Linked DNA regions of Mus musculus: region 1 is linked to region 2. Evidence: chromatin contacts called from public Hi-C data. All regions are on one chromosome and are shown on one strand. The core of a region is the stretch at or near the end of the contact, and the rest is flanking DNA. Distances in the headings are between cores, read along the strand shown.

Evidence for each region. Hi-C and Micro-C count contacts between places; a contact is called where the count stands out from the background.
Region 1: a contact with region 2 is called in a Hi-C map of the N1E-115 cell line, with 6 times the contacts expected there. The contact joins the enhancer-like site here to the promoter of Col24a1 in region 2. A contact is called at or near these places in 6 of 39 promoter capture datasets (the 3T3-L1 cell line, cranial neural crest, hippocampal neurons and 2 more), 6 of 484 Hi-C or Micro-C datasets (the N1E-115 cell line, cortical neurons, embryonic fibroblasts and 3 more) and 1 of 115 datasets of contacts at active chromatin or transcription factors (embryonic forebrain).

What each region holds. Positions count from the first base shown.
Region 1 is chr3:145,903,101-145,906,946 of GRCm38.p6, reverse strand. No RefSeq gene overlaps it. Among named protein-coding and RNA genes, the nearest start is that of Gm35187, 14 kb to the right of the region's middle. Within about 2 kb of position 1,261, at least 23 of the 459 cell types and tissues checked have an H3K27ac peak or open chromatin away from gene starts, as enhancers often do. A contact at or near this core is called in the N1E-115 cell line, where this site is marked.
Region 2 is chr3:145,290,353-145,294,260 of GRCm38.p6, reverse strand. Col24a1 (collagen, type XXIV, alpha 1) reads right to left here and starts at 1,789. Exons shown (of 60, transcript NM_027770.3): 1 at 1,098-1,789. The coding sequence starts at 1,153.

The sequences.
Region 1 (3,846 bases), core at 12-2,511, 610 kb before region 2:
TTCAATGTCCACAGGCCACTCTCCATTTCCAGTTGGGTCAAGGTCAAAGAGCCGTGCTTCCAATGGCAGTAGATGTCCGGCAGGTATTGAGGTTCAAGCAGATACGCCTCAGGATTTAATATCTGTTCTCCAGCCAACAGCACGTGTGACATTCTCAGCGGCATGGACTCTGAACAGGTGGCTGTCCCATCTGTCTTTCAACAGATCAGAGGGAACGGTGGCAAAGGGCAAGGCTGGCTTGTAATGAGGGCACCTCTGGCAAGGAGATATCCACCCCTACTTTCTCTGTTGGATGGCAATATTGTTAAATCTCTGCTCCCAGTCTCTAGTCTCTCCTAAGCAGGGTACTGTGTTCCCCGCTGTCTCATTCTTTGAAGCACAGCTCGTGTGTTTGGAGTCTTGGTTCTTAGCTGGTGGAGACATTTTAGGAAGCTGTGGAACCTTTGAGAAGCAGGGCCTAGCCGGAGGACGTGGGCCACTGAGGGGAGTGGCCTGAGCTTTGAAGTCCAGCCCAGTTCTGGCTTCACCTCTCTTCCTCTCACTCTCTTTCCCTTTCCCCCTTCCCCTCCCTCTCTCTCTTCTCCCTCCCTCTCTCCTTCCTGAATGCTGGTGTGAAATAGCCACCTCACTCTCTTGCTTCTACAACCACAAGCCATGGTTATAAATATAAGCCATTCGTGAGAAGTCGTGATCCCATTTCCTCCTCCTCCTCCTCCTCCTCTTCCTCCTCCTCCTCCTCCTCCTCCTCCTCCTCCTCCTCCCTCCTCCACTCCTTATCTCCAGCCTCCTTGGTGTTGTAACTATTTCTTGAACACCACCAGCCTAGGCATTCTATGTATACTGGCTCCTGTCTAACTTCCATCCTAACCAGGAGGTCGGCACTATGTATCTACCGTATAAGTCTTTACTAGTGTGTGCCTTCCTGTCTCAAGCTGTAAGAATCTTTCTAGATGATTCTAAATTGTGTTAAGCTGACAATTAGAGCTATCACCAAGATCACAGGTGGCTTTTGTGCTCTCCATGTCTTGAGATAGCCCCAGGCCTAGGCACATCCTGACAGCTTCCTGCCCTCCCCTGGTCCTCTTGGTGCCACGTTCCTGGGTCTCAGCAAAGTAGAAGTAAGGAAAGGCAAACAAAAGGCAGATTTCTCAGCTTCACTGCGAAGCAGATTTCTTGCAGGTTAGTTCTTTGGTGTTGGGTAGCGGTTCTAGTCCTTTCTTGCTTCTCTGGACCAAGAGAGTCACCGAGAAAACAAGTATGCCACCACCAGAGGGCGCTGCGACCACACAATTTTTTTTTTTCTGCAAAAACTGACCTCTGCAAACATAGTTTAGATTTCTTTTGTTTCTGAGGAGAAATTAAGGGTTGCCCGTGGTGGTGGCAGTAGTGGGGGCTGGGCAGGCGGTGAGAGGGCAGGCGGTGAGACACGAATTAATACGGAGAAGCAGAGATGGGAAGTGTAGCAAACACTCTGCAGGTGCCTTGCTGTGTCATTATTTGAAATTTTCAACTCTGTTGGAACACTTGCTTTCAATATCGAGCAGAGGACGATGCTGAGGAGAAGGGCTGTGCTGCCGAACAGAACTGGGTGACAGCCCCAGATCTATGCTCAGTAAATCTGTGACTACCCATGGGGGCCAACGAGGCCTGGAACTTTCTGTGTAGACAAGGCTGGCTTCAAACTCGGAGAGATTGGCCTGTCTCTGCCTCCCCAGTGCTAGGATAGTAACACCGTGCTGCTAGACCCTGTGGCCGGCCCCTAGTTTTCTCAACAACGCCATGAGGCATTTGTGAGAATTAAAGGAATGAGGTTATAACATGTCCTGGTCCCAGAGAGCCACAAGAGTGCAGCGCTATGACAATGATATATTACTTAAACCTTAAAAACAATCCTGTGTACATGTGTGTGGTATGCATGCAAGTGTGTGTGTGTACATGTGTGGGTACAGGTGTATGAGGCGTGTGTAGGGCCCAGATTAACCCTGGGAGTTTTCCTCTATCACTTTACACCCTATTCGTAGAGGGTGGGTCTCTCAGTAAGATCTAGAGCTCACTGGTAGAGCATCTAGCCAGCCAGCTTACCCCACGCGGTGGTTAGCTTTAACTGCCAACCTGATGTAGCCCAGGGTCATCTGGGAAGGGAGTCTCAATTGAAGGAGTAGCCGAATCACATTGGCCTGTGGGGATGTCTGTGGGGGGTTGTCTTTGTTCTTAGTTGCTGTAGGGGAGCCCAGCCTACTGTGGCCTGTGGTCCCGGGTTGTCTAAGAAAGCTAGGTAAGTGTGAACCCATACGGGAGCCAGCAAGCATTGTTCCTTCATGGTTTCTGCTGCAAATTCTTGCTTGGGTTCCTGCCCTGGCTTTGCTCCGTGACTGACTGTGATCCAGAAGTGTAAGTCAAATAAACTCATTCCTCCCCTAAGCTGCGGGTCTCAGTGCTTCATCGTGATAGCAGAATAAGGACACCAGGACACTGTGCCAATCCCGTCTCTACCTTCTGAGCATGGGAGTTTCAGGTGGGCAGTCATGCCTACTCGGCATTCCCGTGGGTGCTGGGGTCCACACTCTGGCCCTCGTTCCTAACCAGCAAGTGTTCTAACCATTGAGCCATCTTTGCAGCACATTGACAGGTTTTGGCTTTATGTGGCTCAAGAAGGCCCCAGCTGTGGCTTATTGTGGCCTGCGGTCCAAAGCTGAAGAGCTGGTATGAGAAGGAGTACACGTATGTAGGGGAAGGAGTGCATTTTGGAGAGTGGGATGGAAGAGAGCAAGCTACGCCACGGAAGAGCCACTTGCTTCTTTAGATCAGTGTCCACCCTGGCAGGAGGGGCCCAGCAAGAATCCACCTGTGATGCTGCATTTGAGAACCCAAGAGCCGGGCTGCTATGCTGTCACAGGAACTTGGCTTTCCTGGTACTTGAGTTCTAGAAAATGGAAAAGGAGTGCTTGCTCTTTTTTTCTTCCTTCCTTCCTTCCTTCCTTCCTTCCTTCCTTCCTTCCTTCCTTCCTTCCTTCCTTCCTTCCTTTCCTGTCTTTATGTCTTTCTTTCTTCCTTTCTCTCAAGGACTGCAATGCTAAGAGGCATTCCACAAGCAATCATTCACAAAGTCCTATTTTCAGGGTTGGACTCTGTCAATGCATTTTAACCACAAAAGAGAAAGAATTCTAATTGGAGGGTAGGGTAGTTTCAGGAATGGCGGTTTCTGCGCTGTGTAGTGGCAGGTGCTGGTGAGAAGCTGATTAATCCCATTCAATAAATAAGAGGTTGCGTTGAGCAGCGGCACGCTGGGTACCAAACACTTAGGTATAATTCCTCTTATTTCATGCCCTCATACCCTTTGAGGTATGCGAGGGACGGAGTGTTAACTAAGATTCGGTTTTACTTTGTGTGTATGTGTGTGTATGCTTCTGTGTTCTGCCGTGTGTGTGTGTGTGTGTGTGTGTGTGTGTGTGTGTTATATGGGCACATGCATGTTTAGGTACGCTTGCCCGGTGTATGCGTGGAGACCAGAGGGGGCTATCGGGGGACATTAGCTCTTTTGCTCTCTCTCCTTTATTTCTTGGAGATACAGTCTCTCTCAGAGCCTAGAGCTAGGCTAGTCAGCAAGCTAATTTGCTCTTACTCTGTTCTGCTTTCAAAGCATTATGGTTTCAGGTATGAGTGTGGCTATGCATAGCTTTGTTCTGTGAGTGTTTGAGATTCTAATTGAGGTCCTCATATTACCCACTCAGCCGTCTCCTCAAGTCTGACTTTTGAGTCTAACCAATATCTAGTGAGTGCAAAGGAGTACCTCACTATGATTTAATTTTCTTTTTAGATTTATTGATTTTATGTGCATGAATGTTT
Region 2 (3,908 bases), core at 540-3,039:
CTTCATTGTGTCTCCAGGTTTGTGCCTGAAGGTGCACATGGCTCTTCAGCAGGGGACATTCACACAAAGCTTGCAGAGATCAGGGCAGAAAGCACAGGAGAGATCCTACACAGGGCTGGGCAGCACATGTGCACCCAACCATTGCCACAAGGCGGGCTTTCTCCACTCACGCCTCCACCAGTGCTCAGCTGACTTGGGCAACTTGGCCCCTGTCCTCCTCCCACCTACAACTCAGCAGCCTTCCTCCCTGTATCTCAGGGATCAGATGCAAACTTGGATAACCCACTGGCCCCTATAGGGGCACCCAGGCAGGCTGCCAACGATCCGTCAAGCCCACACTTTTCCCCAGCGTAGGGATAAGGACAGGTATGGTATCTACAGGGGAAAGAGGTCTGCCTGCACGTCCTACCCTTTCATGCCTTCCAACCCTATCCTGGCTGTGAGCACTACTTCTCCACTGACAGAACGTATGTCAGGGCTAGCTACAACTCCAGATGCGAGAGTTATGTCTGTTGGTCTTCTAAAAAAACAGAGAAAGAATTAAAAGAGGTGACCCCCTCAGATCCTCCGGCTTTCTGGGCTCTGTAGATAGGCATCCTTTCTCACCACCTAAATTTAACCCCAATCCTGTGCTTGCGGAATCCACAGGATTGCTGGTGTCCTAGCAGTCATCCAGGCTGGGTGCCCCAGACAGCTGGAAGTAGGACTTCAGCCAAAACTGAAAGAGGAAAAGGGGAGGGGGTGAGAGGATAGTTGGAGTTAGAGCCCAGGCGGGTGTCAGAGCGGCTCTGCAACCGCCTGGGGCAGTGGCCGAGGGGATGTTGGGACACAGGCCAGCAAGCTTTTCCTCCTCAGCCACAGGATTGCTTTAGCATAAACTGAGACTCGCTGGCAGAAGCTTGCTTCCTTTCAAACACGGTATTTTACAAGTTGAGAAGTCAAGAGGAGGAGGATGCCACGGCAGCTCGCAGGCTCCCTACTCCAAAAGGTACCAAGGAGCACAGATCTCCAGCTCCACTGCGGATTCAGTGGGTGGTGAGAGGGGGTTTGGTCTAAAGCCCCTTCCTCCCCCCTCGGGCGGCGGGTGGGCTACTTACGTTTCTGTGGTGGGGGAGACCTTTCCATGCCTTGTCCTGTAGGCTCCTAAATGCATTTGTATGCATTTGTCCCTGCAGCAAAGCACTAACGGAAAACAGAAGCCAGCTCCGAACTGCTAAAGGTGCAGGTACTGTCCATGAAAAGGGGGAAAATCACATGAGAACCATGCTCCTACCCGCAGAACGGAGTGTAGGGTGGGGTAAGGGATGAAGCAGTATGGGGGTAGGAAGCAGCACCCAGGGAGAAAGATAGCTAGGATGCTCCCTGCCTGACTGCAGCCGGGGTCGCTCTCCCCTGGGGGGACCAGAGGTGAGAGAGACTTCACCCTGAGGCAGTTGGGAGCAGCGGCAACAGCCAGAGCTAGGTTTCCAGAGCAGCCCTGGAGTTCACTTGCGGTTCAAAGGAGACTCCGTGACTCCAGAAGAGCTCTCTGCTTTGGGCCTGGGAGGAGAAAGGCGGGGTGGGAGGTGGGGGTGGGAAGAAGGAGATGAAAGTAGGGGAGGAAGTCCTTGGGAGCAGCCTGCGCCCAAACATTTGTCAAACAAGCACACACACCCACTTGGGAAATCAAGTTGGTGCCGAGGGGGCCGGTGGCAACTGCAGGCGCTTGACTGCCGGCTGCTTCGCCTGGAAGAAGAGGAGCCTAGTAAATCCGGCTGGTGTTAAATTTCACCGCGCACTGACTTGCAATGACGTCACTAAACACGGAGCACACCTCCCCCTCTGCCCCGCAACCTTCTTCCACCCCAGAGCTGCCCCCAGCTGCCCTGGTCCACCAACCTAGCAGGGTCAGGCTGGGCTAGCTGCACCCTGAGCTCTCAAGTGACCTTTTGCCACCCCTTGAGATGTACCCACTTCCTAGCTGTAGGTGATTTGGGGTCACTCCTTCCTCTCTCTCCCTGTACCAGTGGGTTCTCATTTCATGTGTGTCTCTTGCATGCCTCTCCATCCATCAGGCTTTTTCTTTACTATCTTTCTTCACACCTGGGATCCTCCTGAGCTCAGCTAATTTTTTATTCCTTTCCCTGCTTGGGGGGGGGGGGGTCCCAGTGGTCTTAGTAATGAAGCAGACCGGCTTCCGTTGTTGTTGCCTGTCTCTTTCTCCATTAACTGCCCTTCCCATATACTATCTCTAGTGACTTTCCTGTAATTCACCTTTCCACTTAGTCCCTGGGCCTGACTCTGTTACAAGTCTAGATTCGTACTGTGCACTCATGCAAGGACCTGCTATCACACAGCCTTACAACTTACACCTCTGATTGCTGTGACAGGCTTTCAGTCTGAGTTCCTATTTTCAGTCTTTTAATACTGGAAAGTCGAGCTTATGAATTTGCTCATAATAAAAACACTAAATATTCTCATCTAATTTTTCTGACTGATGTTTGTAAATTTAGTGAGACCCACATCTATCTATTCTTTGGCTGTCTGTTATGCTTTTAGCACCTACAACCACGTGACGTGTCTACTGAGGGAGGACCGTGTGTGACAATACCCTTTCTCTACAGTTTCTACTCTCTGCATCCTCAGCTAATGGTCTTTCCATTTGCTGAGCAGGAGCCCGCCTTGGGGCAACAGTGAAGGTTAAAGTCCAACAATGCAAAAATCTGATATTACTCTCATACCATATTTTTTCTCTAGGACTGGACTTTGATCTGCCTTCCTCTTTAATTGCTAACTGTTGATTTTGCAATGATGCTTCATTGATAGAAAAGTAACAAAATATTGGCATTCTTATAGATCCTTTCTCTGTCATGCCTCAAGTTCCCTGTAGAAACTTCTCTGCAGAGTAGGTGTGTACACCCATCAATGCATTGACAGTGGATTCTGTTTCCAAGGAACAGACTATGAAAATGTAGATCAAAGTCGAACTTATAAACCTATGTGCAGAACCACAGGAGACAGAACTCAAAGCACAGTGTAACAACTGAAATGTAAGAGCATCATACAGTATCAGCACTGTCCTAGGTAGATGTACACTTCATTTATCCTCTAAATAAATCCTTTATAATAGCCATTGACTTTTATCTCCATTATACAAAGGAGGAAATTAAGTCAGGAAGAAGTTAAATCCCCTAAGATCATTACACTGATAAGACTCAAACCAGTTCAGACCGGCTTTGGATGCAGTGCAAGTTTCCAATATCCCCTTTTTTCCTTTCTTACTCATTTCTCCCTCCTTCCTCTTTTTCACAAAAGTTTTAAGACAAGGAGTTAGGAAAATCACACACAATACTCTGCCGTGGTTGCTATGAAGATGCAAGATTCTGTGTATAACAGAGGTGATGGATTTGTAACAGTTTGAACCTAATTTGAAACAATTAGTCTTAAATATAAACACTATTTTTTTTTTAGAGATGAGACCCCTTTAAGGAAGAAAACAATTACATTCATGTAATTATTTATCAATAAATGTTTATGCAAAAACATTAGGCTATCAGTAATTCTAGACAGAGTGGAGGAGGAGGCAGGGTAGAGGCAAAAGATCAGAGCTCACTGTTCACGCAGACCAGCGAGTAGGGAGTTCTAAGGTCAGTGAGAGACTGCCTCACAGGATAAGGTGAAAACTTACAGTAGAAGATAGCAGATGTTTAGCTTCTGCCTCCGTACACATATGACACATATATGCACACAAATGCACATATGCGTATGGTATGCACATGCACACACCAAGAAGATAGTATTTTAAAGTGTGCTTATGTGACTAAGGAAAGGTAGATCCTTAAGAGCTAGGCTTCAGGACAGACGGACAAAAGAGGAGTTAGTCAAGCTTGCATAATTACACTGCCGGTGGGGGATGCTATATTTGAGAT